Regions from separate parts of the Sus scrofa genome. Here regions 1 and 2 are each linked to region 3. A link is a contact called in public HiChIP or PLAC-seq data. All regions are on one chromosome and are shown on one strand. Each heading gives the region's core, a stretch centred on a gene start, on an enhancer-like site or on the middle of the called end of the contact. The rest is flanking DNA. Distances are from core to core; before and after follow the strand shown. Region 1 has its middle 27 kb from the start of WDYHV1. Region 2 overlaps FBXO32 (F-box protein 32). Region 3 has its middle 13 kb from the start of KLHL38.

Region 1 (3,898 bases), core at 85-2,584, 190 kb after region 3:
TGCCTGAATGTTTAATAGATGGAGATGTCATTAAGTGACAAAGCAAAGAGGACAGGAAACAAAACAATCGCTTTTTTTTTTTTTTTTTTTCGTTGATCTTTTTGTCTTTGTTGTTGCTATTTCTTGGGCCGCTCCCGCGGCATATGGAGGTTCCCAGGCTAGGGGTCGAATTGGAGCTGTAGCCACCGGCCTACGCCAGAGCCACAGCAACGTGGGATCCGAGCCGCGTCTGCACCTACACCACAGCTCATGGCAACGCCGGATCGTTAACCCACTGAGCAAGGGCAGGGACCGAACCTGCAACCTCATGGTTCCTAGTCGGATTCGTTAACCACTGCGCCACAACAGGAACTCCAACAATCGCTTTAAAGTGACATCATGGATTTATTTATTTGCTTTTCAGGGCCACCCTCGGCATATGGAGGTTCCCAGGCTAAGGGGTGAATCAGGGCTACAGCTGCCGGCCTATGCCACAGCCACAGCCATGCAGGATCTGAGCTGTGTCTGCAACCTACACCACAGCTCACGGCAACGCCAGATGCTCAGACCAGTGATTGAGGCCAGGGATTGAACCCACAACCTCATGGTTCCTGTTTCTTCCGTGCCACAATGGGAACTCCTAAAGTGACATTTTTTAAAAGGACACGCTAAATATTTTTCTTGTTTTACCCTAAGGTAATCATATAAAACAATTCCTGGCTTTTCCCTCAATACTTGATAAAGAGTCCAAGTATATGCTTTATCCTGGTTTAATTCCTGTAAGGATTGATATTGTTCAGAATGAACCAAAGTAATTATTTCCTGTATTGAGGAAATTATATAATCAAGTTCAGCTATACTTCTTTGTAATTTTGTTTACTTGAAAATGCCTAGTGCCCTAGATATTTAAGATGCGCATCTTGGGTTTCAAGTTTTAAAAATAAAATCCCTGTGACACATAAGTTCTCTTGACATTCAATAGCATCAGGAACAAGCAGGATGCCTCTTAACTAAAGTGTTTATCTGGAAATATAATCACTCTCCGATCACAATATACTGTGAAATGGAATGTCACAGCCTCTGGAATTTGGCATTGGAGATTCGTGTAAATAAATACAGTGAGTTAAACTGACTTACTCAAAGCCAACACTACTTCTGATCATGAATCATGTACAGCAAAAGAGGTTAAGTGCCCCCAAGATCCTCTGGTTTTATTATGCTCCCCGTAACCCAGAAGCAGCTGGTCTTCAGGATGGTAGAATAAATGGCCTATTGAAGGCTGAGGCATAGTACCAGCTGGGAGACACCACCTGGTAGCACTGAGGTCCTGTCCTAAAGGATGTAGTAAGTCACAGCAGTGCTGCCAGAATTCAGGGATCCAGGCACCACAGGATAGAAGTGAAGCATCTCTGGCTGCTACACCCAATGACCCCATCTCCAAATGTTTGCTTCCCTTCTCTATGACTTTCAATCAAATCCTTTTCAGCTTCAAGTAGCGAGAGTAACTTCTGTTATCTGCACCCAAAGTCTGACTGGTGTGCTTACCGAATCAGCATCTCTTAGGAAGGAGTCTGAACTTCTGCTTTAAAAAACAACAACAACAACAACAACAAAAACTCTTTTTTTTTTCTTCTTTCTTTTTATGGATGCACTTGCAGCATATGGAAGTTCCTGGGCCAAGGGCTGAATGGAAGTTGCAGCTGAGGCCACAGCCACAGCAACACTGGATCATACGCACATCTGCAACCTACGCTGCAGTTTGCATCAATGCCATATCCTTAACCCAGTGAGCAAGGCCAAGGATGGAACCTGCATCCCCAGAGAGACATCAGGTCCTTAAACTATTGAGCCACAATGGACTCCTCTCCAACTCTTTTTAAGCTCAAAAACTTTGAAATTAACTGCAGTTCTTTGCAGCAACTATAAGACTGAGTATATAGCTTTGAAAGATACTTCACCCAAGCCATGGGGAAACTGGATGCCCCATTCCTGCCTCACAATAGAAAACATCTCTCTAGTGACCAGAATTTGCTTACAGAATTGAGGTGAGGGAGTGTGCACTGGGAATTGAGTAAGGTGGATGGGAGCCTGGTCCTAGATTATCTGGATTCAAATCCTGCCCCTGCCACTCACTATTATGTGGCTTTGGATACGTAACTAATTCACCATGCCTTGGTTTCCCCAAGTATAACATGAGCAGAATAATAGTTTCCAGCTTCTGTTGTTTTATGGATTAAATGGGTTAATACACATTAGGCACAGAGTAAATGTGAGCTATGCAAAACACGTTACCTTTCAGAGTATGAAAAATTCTCCCTCCCTCCTTCTCTCACACACACACATGATCTTATCTGAGCCTCAAAATAACCTCAAATGAAGCAACAAAGGCTCACAGAGGTTGTGACTTCCCAAGGTCACATAGCAAGCAACTAATGAAGTAACTGGGACTCAAATCTGATTTTTCCTGTATTCTGACCAGTAAACCTAGGGACTAGGTTTCCTCCACACCTGGCCCTCAGGAGGTAACACACAGTTCTGTACCTTGTGGGTCTTGAGTGGAAAGTGACTCTTCCAGGGAGCTCCTGTTGCGGCTCAGTGCTTAACGAACTAGGAACCATGAGGTTGCAAGTTCGATCCCTGGCCTTGCTCAGTGGGTTAAGGATCCGGCGTTGCCGTGAGCTGTGGTGTAGGTCGCTGACATGGCTCGGATCCCACGTTGCTATAGCTGTGGTGTAGGCTGGTGGCTACGTCTCCGATTCAACCCCTAGCCTGGGAACCTCCATATGCCACAGGTGCGGCCCTCAAAAGACAAAAGACAAAAGACAAAAAAAAAAAAAAAAAAAAAAAGAGAGAGACTCATTCATCACCCTGATTCTAGAAACAGTGTGACTGTATTAACATGTTGCCCCTCAATTTCCTTCCAATGTTGTTCCCAGAAGTTGCTCTAAAATCCCAAGTTCCCATGGAAACCTCAGGAAAGACTGCCTATTGATGGTAAGTGAAATTCTGCTATGACTGTTCCCTAGATAACAAATGGATGTTATTAAAAGCCTGGCCCCAGTGGACACCTGCTACAGCTCATGGCCAAAGCCACATTCTCCTGGGACTGAGAGGGTGAAAGAGACGATTCATTCTCTGCTGCTCAGCTGTGTGGTCAGCTTGGAGGAAAGAAGGAAAATGTAATGTGAGCCCAAAATATCACAATGAGACACACAGGACAAGGTGCTTTCAAGACATGTTTACAACAGGAGACCAGAGAGATGAACCCACCAAGAGTATGAAAGTAACAAGGAGGTACCACCTCACACTGGTCAGAACGGCCATCATTAAGAAGTCTACAGATGATGGAGTTTCCCATGTGAGAAAATATGGGGAAAAAAGGGTCAAATCAGGGCAAATGAAACGTGAGGTCCCTATGGAAGGAGTGAGTTCATCTGGCTCAGGGGCAGAACCCTCACGGTAGAGGCAGGACGGGGAAAGGCCAGGAATCAGAGGCAGCCTGGACGTCCAGACCATGCAGCACCCTGAGGGCCAGAGTAAGAAAAATGGACTTTACCTTAAGTACCTGTCGAAGCCAGTGCAAAATGATGGTGGTGGTGGTGACTTTAAAGCAGGGAAGTGAGATGATCTGGCTAATGTTTTTAAAAGATCACTCTGGCTACTGTGTGGAGAAAACACTGACAGGTGAGAAGGGGACAAGGAAAAACGCAGGGAGTCTGTTAGGGGTGGTGCTAAGGTTTCTCCATGACCTGGATGAAATACAGCCAATCCTCTATCCGCGGATTCCGAGCTCACGGATTTCAATCTGCAGTTGTCCATCTGCGGCTGGTTGAGGCCACTGATGTGAAACTCATGGATGCAGAGGCGCCATGGTACTACACCATTTTCTATGAGGGACTTGAGCATCCTCGGAGTCTGG
Region 2 (3,522 bases), core at 991-3,490, 130 kb after region 3:
CGAGCGCCCGCTGCTTTCCCTCCCCTGCCTTCTCCTCAAACCCAGCCGCAAATTACTGGCACCTGGGCTAAAATTTGCCCAGCGGAAAACAAACAGCCTCTTTCAAACAAGACATTTTCCCCTGCTTTTTCTCTTGTGGCTGGGGGGCAGAGAATCCAAGTGGCTAAGTCATCTTGATAAATAAATGGCCAGATACAGCCCCACTCCCCCAGGCACATGGCTCTCCTGACACAGAAATAAGGCTAATACATTCTGTCCTCCTTGGCCCTAGTGCCATACAGTACTGGTTCTGGGTCTGGAGAGTCACTGCTGATGTGGAAAGTAGATCTAAATGATTTACACAAAGCAACTGTCTCATCCTCAACGTGTTATTAACCCTTTCTGGGTATTATGTCTCCCTTAATGTGAAAAGCTGATTACCTGTCACAATGTAACACCGATAGAAGATTTCCAGACTGTTTCCCAGAACGCAACAATACATGATATTGCTTGTATTTTTAGAGTTTGGTCCTAGATGCAAATTTGATCAGCCTTGATAAACTAAAGTCCTTAAGCTATCAAAACACACGTTCTCTATTCGACACATCTGGGCCCAAGTCCTGGCTCTAGCACTCGCTGCTGCTGGTGTGCCTCTAGGGGAGCTGCTTAGCTGTTCTGAGCTGCGGAATCATCCTCTTTTGTTTAATGGAGAACCCACTTCATTGAGTTGCTGCTGAAGATTAAACGAGATCACACATGTGAAGTGCTTAACACAGTCACTGGCATGTGATAAACACACATTCTTGTTAGGGAAATAAGACTTCACGGCAGATGCAAATATGTTAAGTCATAGAATGTATCAGCATTAACTTTCATCAAGAGGGGGGCTCTTAACTGTATCAGAAACATAATAAAAATGACAGAAAGGAATATGAAAATTTGAAAGCATCTAAGCTTTTGGTTGACAACACATAAAATTGAAATACAGGGATTCTAAAGGTCTTTAAGCCATCTACGGATTCACTGTGCCTTCTCTGGTAGTAATTTTACCTAGTAATACTCTCTGTACTATAATAAAAATGAATAATTATTGAGTATATTCTTGGTGTCAGGCACTTGTTATAGGTGCTTTATGAACACATTTAATCTTCACAGCACTCTGTCCAGTAGGTACTATTAAGTATATTTTACAGATGGGGAAACTGAGGCCATTTGGCTCTGAAGCCCTCACCCCTCAACTCTGTATATGCTGTATCAGAAGTTGACAAACTTTGACCCAGTGGCCAAATCTGGCCCCCTGCCTGTTATTGTAAATAAAGTTTTATTGGGACACAGCCACACCTATTCATTTACATATTGTCCAAGGCTGATTTTGCACTATAGCTGCTGAGTCAAAGCAGCTGCAGCAGAGCCTCTCTGGCTCACAAAGGCTAAAAGATTGCCTCTCTGGCCCTTGACAGAAGAAAAAAGTCACAGAAAAGTTAACCCTTGATAGCAACTTTAAACTTTACTAAAAGATTGGTGCGTGGAAGGAGAAGACATAATACCTTATGATAATAAGCCTTGTATTTGGTACTTGCAGTGGGTTTTTACATATCTATTTCATTTAATTCTCATAATAACCCTGTGAAGCAGGTAGTCTTTTTTTGAAAAAATTTCCAATTTATAAATGAAGACATTTGGGTTCTAGGAGGTTAAATAACTTAGATGATAGACTAGACGGTAAACTCCGTTGAGTCTAGGGATCGTGTGTCTTTATCCGTGTCACCTACCACGATGAGGACAGACTGGGCACGCAGAAAGTACTTGCTCAGTGAATGACACTGTTAAGGTCACCCAGCTGGAGCATCTGGGTCTCCTATTCCAAGGTTCGCTCTCCTGACCCCAAGGCCACCTGGCAGTGAAAAGGACTTTCTCTTGTCACAAGATTAAACTGAGGGTAGCTGACGTGTCATTCTGCTGCCAAGTGACTGATCTTTGCAGCTGTATCTTTCTCATCCTTAGTCAAGGATCATCTCAGTCAGACCAAAGGGCTTTTTTGTTTCCCCTCAACTGCGTATCCAATTTTCTTATCCTTGTGATTGGTGCATTTTTAGACAGGATTGAAACTGAGGCCATCGGGAGATGGCAGTCACATGGCATCAGGGTTTTGGATGGATTTCAGGCAAAGCTCTGCCCGCCCTCCTCCCAGCGCCCGGACCCACCTCCCACCCCCTGATGAGTCATGGTGCACACCGGACTGCCCTTCCCGGAACCGACTCAAGACTTTTGTTTTCTTTCATCCCGCTTTGTGCTGGTCATGTGAGGCTCAGGGTATTAACAGACCATTGGCTGGGCCTTCTGAATCTTGTTGTTGGTCCGGGAGATAAATGAAAGGTTTAGCCAGTCCCTTTGTGCCATTTTTCACTCCTCTCTTGACTGTCATGTGCTGGTTGGTGTGAGAGCAGAACCTGACAGGGAGTGTGGTCCCCACCCGTGGAGGTGGCCTCTGCTGATGTTCTGACTTCTTGCCTCTCTCCCTGGGCCTTGCTCAGCTCCTGACATCCAACTGGATCACCAGCACTGATCTTAATCTACCAGCCTCAGCCCTTCTTTGCCGCCTCCCCGCAGGCAGATGACAGCTCTCCGTGCATGATGTGTGAGGGATGCATCAGCCAGGCAGGAAAAGATTTGGGGTCCTTTTTTTTTTAACTTGGAGTAAAACTATGTTCAGGAAATTAAAAGTCTGTATGTGGTTTGACAGTCTCCTAAGAGGCTCCATGGGGACAAAATTTTTCAACAAATGCCTTGGAAGCAGAGCTTCTTTGAATTGCCTGGGGCCTTGATCCAAGAGTTTCAATTCTTCTCTGCAGCCCAGTTTTTAAAATGTCACTTTGCTGGTTCCCTCAGCCTTGATCCTAGCACCCAGCACAGTGTCACCCTTGGTGTTTACTGACCTGAAGTGAAGTTGGGCGGGGCCTGGCCGGTAGACGAAACTCCCCCGGGAAGTTTCCTAGGAGCAGAGATTCAAGCTTTAACCTCAGGGAGCTCTCGGTTCTCTAAATCCAGTTTACTAGGTCTAAGGCAAGTTCTCCCTTGGGAGCCTGGTGGGTTCTGGTGACTGTATGTTCATTTTATATTAACCTCTTTTGTTTGATGAACTCTGGGAAAGTATGAAGTGTGTTAAGAAGGATCCTGCTGAGCCCTCTCACTCCTGGTGGTAAAGTTCAGTCTCTTGAGCCTCACGCTGCTCATCTGTTAACTGGGCTGAACTACATGATCCCCTGTTCCAGCCTAAAGTTTCATTTTTCCAACAACAGAATTCTTTGATTTTTTTTAAATCTTGCCACACCTGTAAATAATTTTGCTTTTGAAGGGAAGAAATATTAAGAGTGTACCAACTTAAATTACGATCTGTATTTTTTTTCTTTTTTTTTTTTTTTTTGTTATTTGGCCATGCCCATGGTATGCAGAAGCTCCTGGGGCAGGGACCGAAACCACAACACAGCAGCAACCTAAGCTGCTGCAGTGACAACACCAAATCCTTTAACTTAACTGCTGGGT
Region 3 (3,476 bases), core at 812-3,311:
TTTAAGCCAAGAGGAAAGGGAAGGACCACTCACTGACTCTGGCCACCAAAGGATCCTTCCAGGGACACACAGTGCACATCTCTACAGGTTGTGTTGAAGTTCTCATAAGTGCCTATAAAATCCTAACTCCTTAAGCTGGAACTCTGAGGCATCTATCTCCTTGCTCATCCATCCCGCCAACAAATACTCATGGAGCATCTACTATGGGCTCAATGTTCTTGCTCTCATGAGGCTTTCACTCTGTTAGGGGAGACAGAATGCACATGAAATAAGAGAATAATTACACACTACGAGAATAATTTCATAGCACAAAAAGTATAATAAAAAATAAAACAGGGCGACATGACAGAGAGAGACAGATAAGGGGATGCAGGTTCCTTCAGGAGGTCAGGGAAGCTGTGTCTGATGGAGTATCTGAGCCAAGTCCTGAACACTGAGAAGCCAGTCATACAACCATCTGAGGAAAAGCGTGAGCAAAGGCCCAGCCTCAGCCCCCGGTAGGTAGGCCCACTTCAATTCCTCTGCTGCCCCACTGGGTGTCACCAGCTGCTCCACTTCTGCATTTTGGATTTATCCTATCAGAGGTGCCATCATCAAAGTTCCCGTTGTGGCTCCGTGGGTTAAGAACCCGACATAGTGTCTGTGAGGATGCAGGCTCGATCCCTGGCCTCGCTCAGAGGGTTAAGGATCCAGTGTTGCTGCAAGCTGCGGTGTGGGTCACAAATGTGGCTCCAACTCGACCCCCAGCCCAGGAACTTCCACAGACTGCAGGTGAGGCCATAAAAAGAAAAAAATGGTGCCATCTTCCAATCCAAACCCATTACTGATCCAAGAACCTCCTCCTCCAAGAAGCTTCCCTCCTCATTCTGATGGCCCTTTTCTTTGCCTGGCAATGCCCTGGGTAAACTGCACCGGGTATAGAAGGCTGAGATGCGGTTGTTACTATTCCTCCCCCGCTAGCATTCTGCCTGAATTTGCGCTCAATCACCATGCCCTTGATTTTGCTGCCTTGCCCATCACAATCTCCTCCCACGGGATCACTGGTCCTTCTGGGACTACACTGGATTTCCTGCTCCCTCGTGTCTCCTGCTCCTTGAACAGAGCCAGGCATTCATTCCCAGCCCCGACCAGAGCTGTTGAGAGGAGGATTTGACTAGGCTGTCAGCTCAGAATTCGTTAGAATGAAAGTATTAATTAGTAAGCCTTGCCTCAAAACCACACAGCTTTCATTCTATTTTGCAGCAACCTTATCTCCACTTTAACAGGTGAGGAAGCCAAGGCACAGAGAGATTAGGTAACTTGCCCCCAGTCACAGAGCTGGTAAGTGGGAGAGATTCAAACCCAGGTCTCTCTGGTATCAGATGCTGGGCCGCGCTGCGTGACCTGGTCCTGTGAAGAACAAACTTCCGCCGTCCCATCCTCAGCTTTTCAACAGAGAAACAAAAACTCATAAAAGAATGAACAGAGGTGGCCTGGCTCAGAGATCAAGCCGGTGCCAAAGCCAGGGCGGTTATTCGCCGCTGCGGATGCCAAGGCCTCTGGGCTTCTGCTTTGCCACGTCTCTTTCAGAAAGGTCAAAATTCTGGTCGGGATTCAGCCAAAGTATCAGATGCTCGCTGTGCCCTCTCCTGAATTTCAGTGCCGCCAGGTTGCTGCTGACAATAGGTGAAAGTGACTGACAAAGGGGTCAGTGGGCAGAAGGCCAGAGGGTTCATTCTGAGTATTTTCTTTCTTTTGCTCGTTGGACGGCTCGAATGGTGGCGATGGAGAAGGATGAGAGGAAGAGGCTGACACTTACGCCGTACCCTGAGCAAGGCACAGAACCTCGTGTGCAGCGGGGGCTTAATGAAGGGGTTACAGAAGTAGCACATGAAAATACAGGATACACACTCACGTTTGAATTGCAGATAATGAGAAAATAGTTCAGCATCAGTGTGTCTTGTGCCATATTGGAGACATACTTATACCGAAAACCTTAGCTTCATGAAACCTGCCTCCCAGGATTATCGAGAGGATGAAAGAACACACAGAAGGCAAAGTGCTCACAGATACCTGACCAGTAAGTGGCAGCACTGGGTCTGTTCAAAGACTGCTTCTCAGCCTTTATGTAACTGTTGGCAACAGACCCACTCTTGCCCCTCTCGCAGAAGAGAAGAACGGCCATCAAGGATTAGGGACTCCCCGTTTCATAAGCAAATTCACCTGCCTAAGGGGAACACCGCTCCCTTCAGGAAGTGAGGCTTTCGGGCTCTCTCTGTGCCCCCAAGGAAACAGGGGAAAAGGGTAGAAGCCACGGTCCAAACCAGTTAGGTCCAGAGACGTTCCTCAGGAGAAACAATCCTACAAGAGATAACAGGAGAGTCGTTGTGCAAACAGAAATGCCTTGGCCTTGTAAGAGGAGAAAATGAGATGGGGAGATAGCCGAGGAGGGGAGGCAGGAGGAGAACAGGGCCTGGGGAGACCACAGGAAGAAAATGTGCGGGAAATGTCAAGTGAGGAAGGCCTGTTCCGCCTCCATCAGAACATCTGGGCACCTTGCGTGAGGTCCGGGGAGGAGGGGAATGCCTCGCAAAGGTTCTCGGGCCACCTCAGGCACAGCTGGTCTGCAACACCTTTTCCTCTGCCTTTTCAGCAAGAATACCAACTCTGGCTCCCTCTCTGCCCTGCGATGCCCTCACATGGCAGAGACATTGTTCTAAGAAAAGTACCCCCTCCAACTGCTCCCCCCTCCCAGGTTTGGCTCTGCTCTCTACCTGTTCAAGGTGCTCCTTCTCAGACCCCAACCCTTATCTGACAAACGAACCAGGACTGGAACATTCTTTTTTTTATTTTTCTGGTTCTTTAAAAATTTGGGGTTTTGTTTTTTGTTTTCAGTCATTACTCTTTTGGCCTTAATCCTGTGAAAGGACTCTGCCATTTTATTTTTTTTTCTCTTTTAATTTTTATTTTAAAATTTTATTATAGTTGATTTACAATGTTCCATCAATTTCTGCTATACAGAAAAATGACACAGTTATACAGATATACACATTCTTTAAAAATTTTTTTCATCTATCTAGAGAAAACCATTGACTTGAAAAGATACATATATTCCAATGTTCATTGCAGCACTATTTACAATAGCCAAGACATGGAAGCAACCTAAATGTCCATCAACAGAGGAGTGGATAAAGAATTTGTGGTACAGATATGCAAATGAAGTGACTGACAAAAGATTAATCTTCAAAATTTATAAACACCTCCTACTGCTCAATACCAAAAAAACAAACAGCCCCATCGAAAAATGGGCAGAAGATCTAAACAGACAATTCTCCAAAGAAGACATGCAGATGGCCAAAAAACACATGAAAAGATGTTCAACATCACTCATTAGAGAAATGCAAATCAAAACCACTATGAGGTACCACCTTACACCAGCCAAAATGGCCATCATCAGAAAGTCTGCAAACAATAAATCCTGGAGAAGGTATGGAGAA

What was found. HiChIP or PLAC-seq counts read pairs in DNA pulled down with a chosen protein or histone mark.
Region 1: a contact with region 3 is called in an H3K27ac HiChIP or PLAC-seq map of skeletal muscle. The contact joins two enhancer-like sites. A contact is called at or near these places in 2 of 47 Hi-C or Micro-C datasets (embryonic fibroblasts and epiblast stem cells) and 2 of 2 datasets of contacts at active chromatin or transcription factors (alveolar macrophages and skeletal muscle).
Region 2: an H3K27ac HiChIP or PLAC-seq map of skeletal muscle shows a contact between it and region 3. The contact joins two enhancer-like sites. A contact is called at or near these places in 2 of 47 Hi-C or Micro-C datasets (both in skeletal muscle) and 1 of 2 datasets of contacts at active chromatin or transcription factors (skeletal muscle).

Annotation. Positions count from the first base shown.
Region 1 is chr4:15,969,492-15,973,389 of Sscrofa11.1, forward strand. No RefSeq gene overlaps it. Among named protein-coding and RNA genes, the nearest start is that of WDYHV1, 27 kb to the right of the region's middle. Within about 2 kb of position 1,335, at least 1 of the 83 cell types and tissues checked has an H3K27ac peak or open chromatin away from gene starts, as enhancers often do. A contact at or near this core is called in skeletal muscle, where this site is marked.
Region 2 is chr4:15,911,496-15,915,017 of Sscrofa11.1, forward strand. The region is part of intron 4 of FBXO32 (F-box protein 32); the gene reads left to right. Among named protein-coding and RNA genes, the nearest start is that of FBXO32, 17 kb to the left of the region's middle. Within about 2 kb of position 2,241, at least 22 of the 83 cell types and tissues checked have an H3K27ac peak or open chromatin away from gene starts, as enhancers often do. A contact at or near this core is called in skeletal muscle, where this site is marked.
Region 3 is chr4:15,778,375-15,781,850 of Sscrofa11.1, forward strand. No RefSeq gene overlaps it. Among named protein-coding and RNA genes, the nearest start is that of KLHL38, 13 kb to the right of the region's middle. Within about 2 kb of position 2,062, at least 4 of the 83 cell types and tissues checked have an H3K27ac peak or open chromatin away from gene starts, as enhancers often do. A contact at or near this core is called in skeletal muscle, where this site is marked.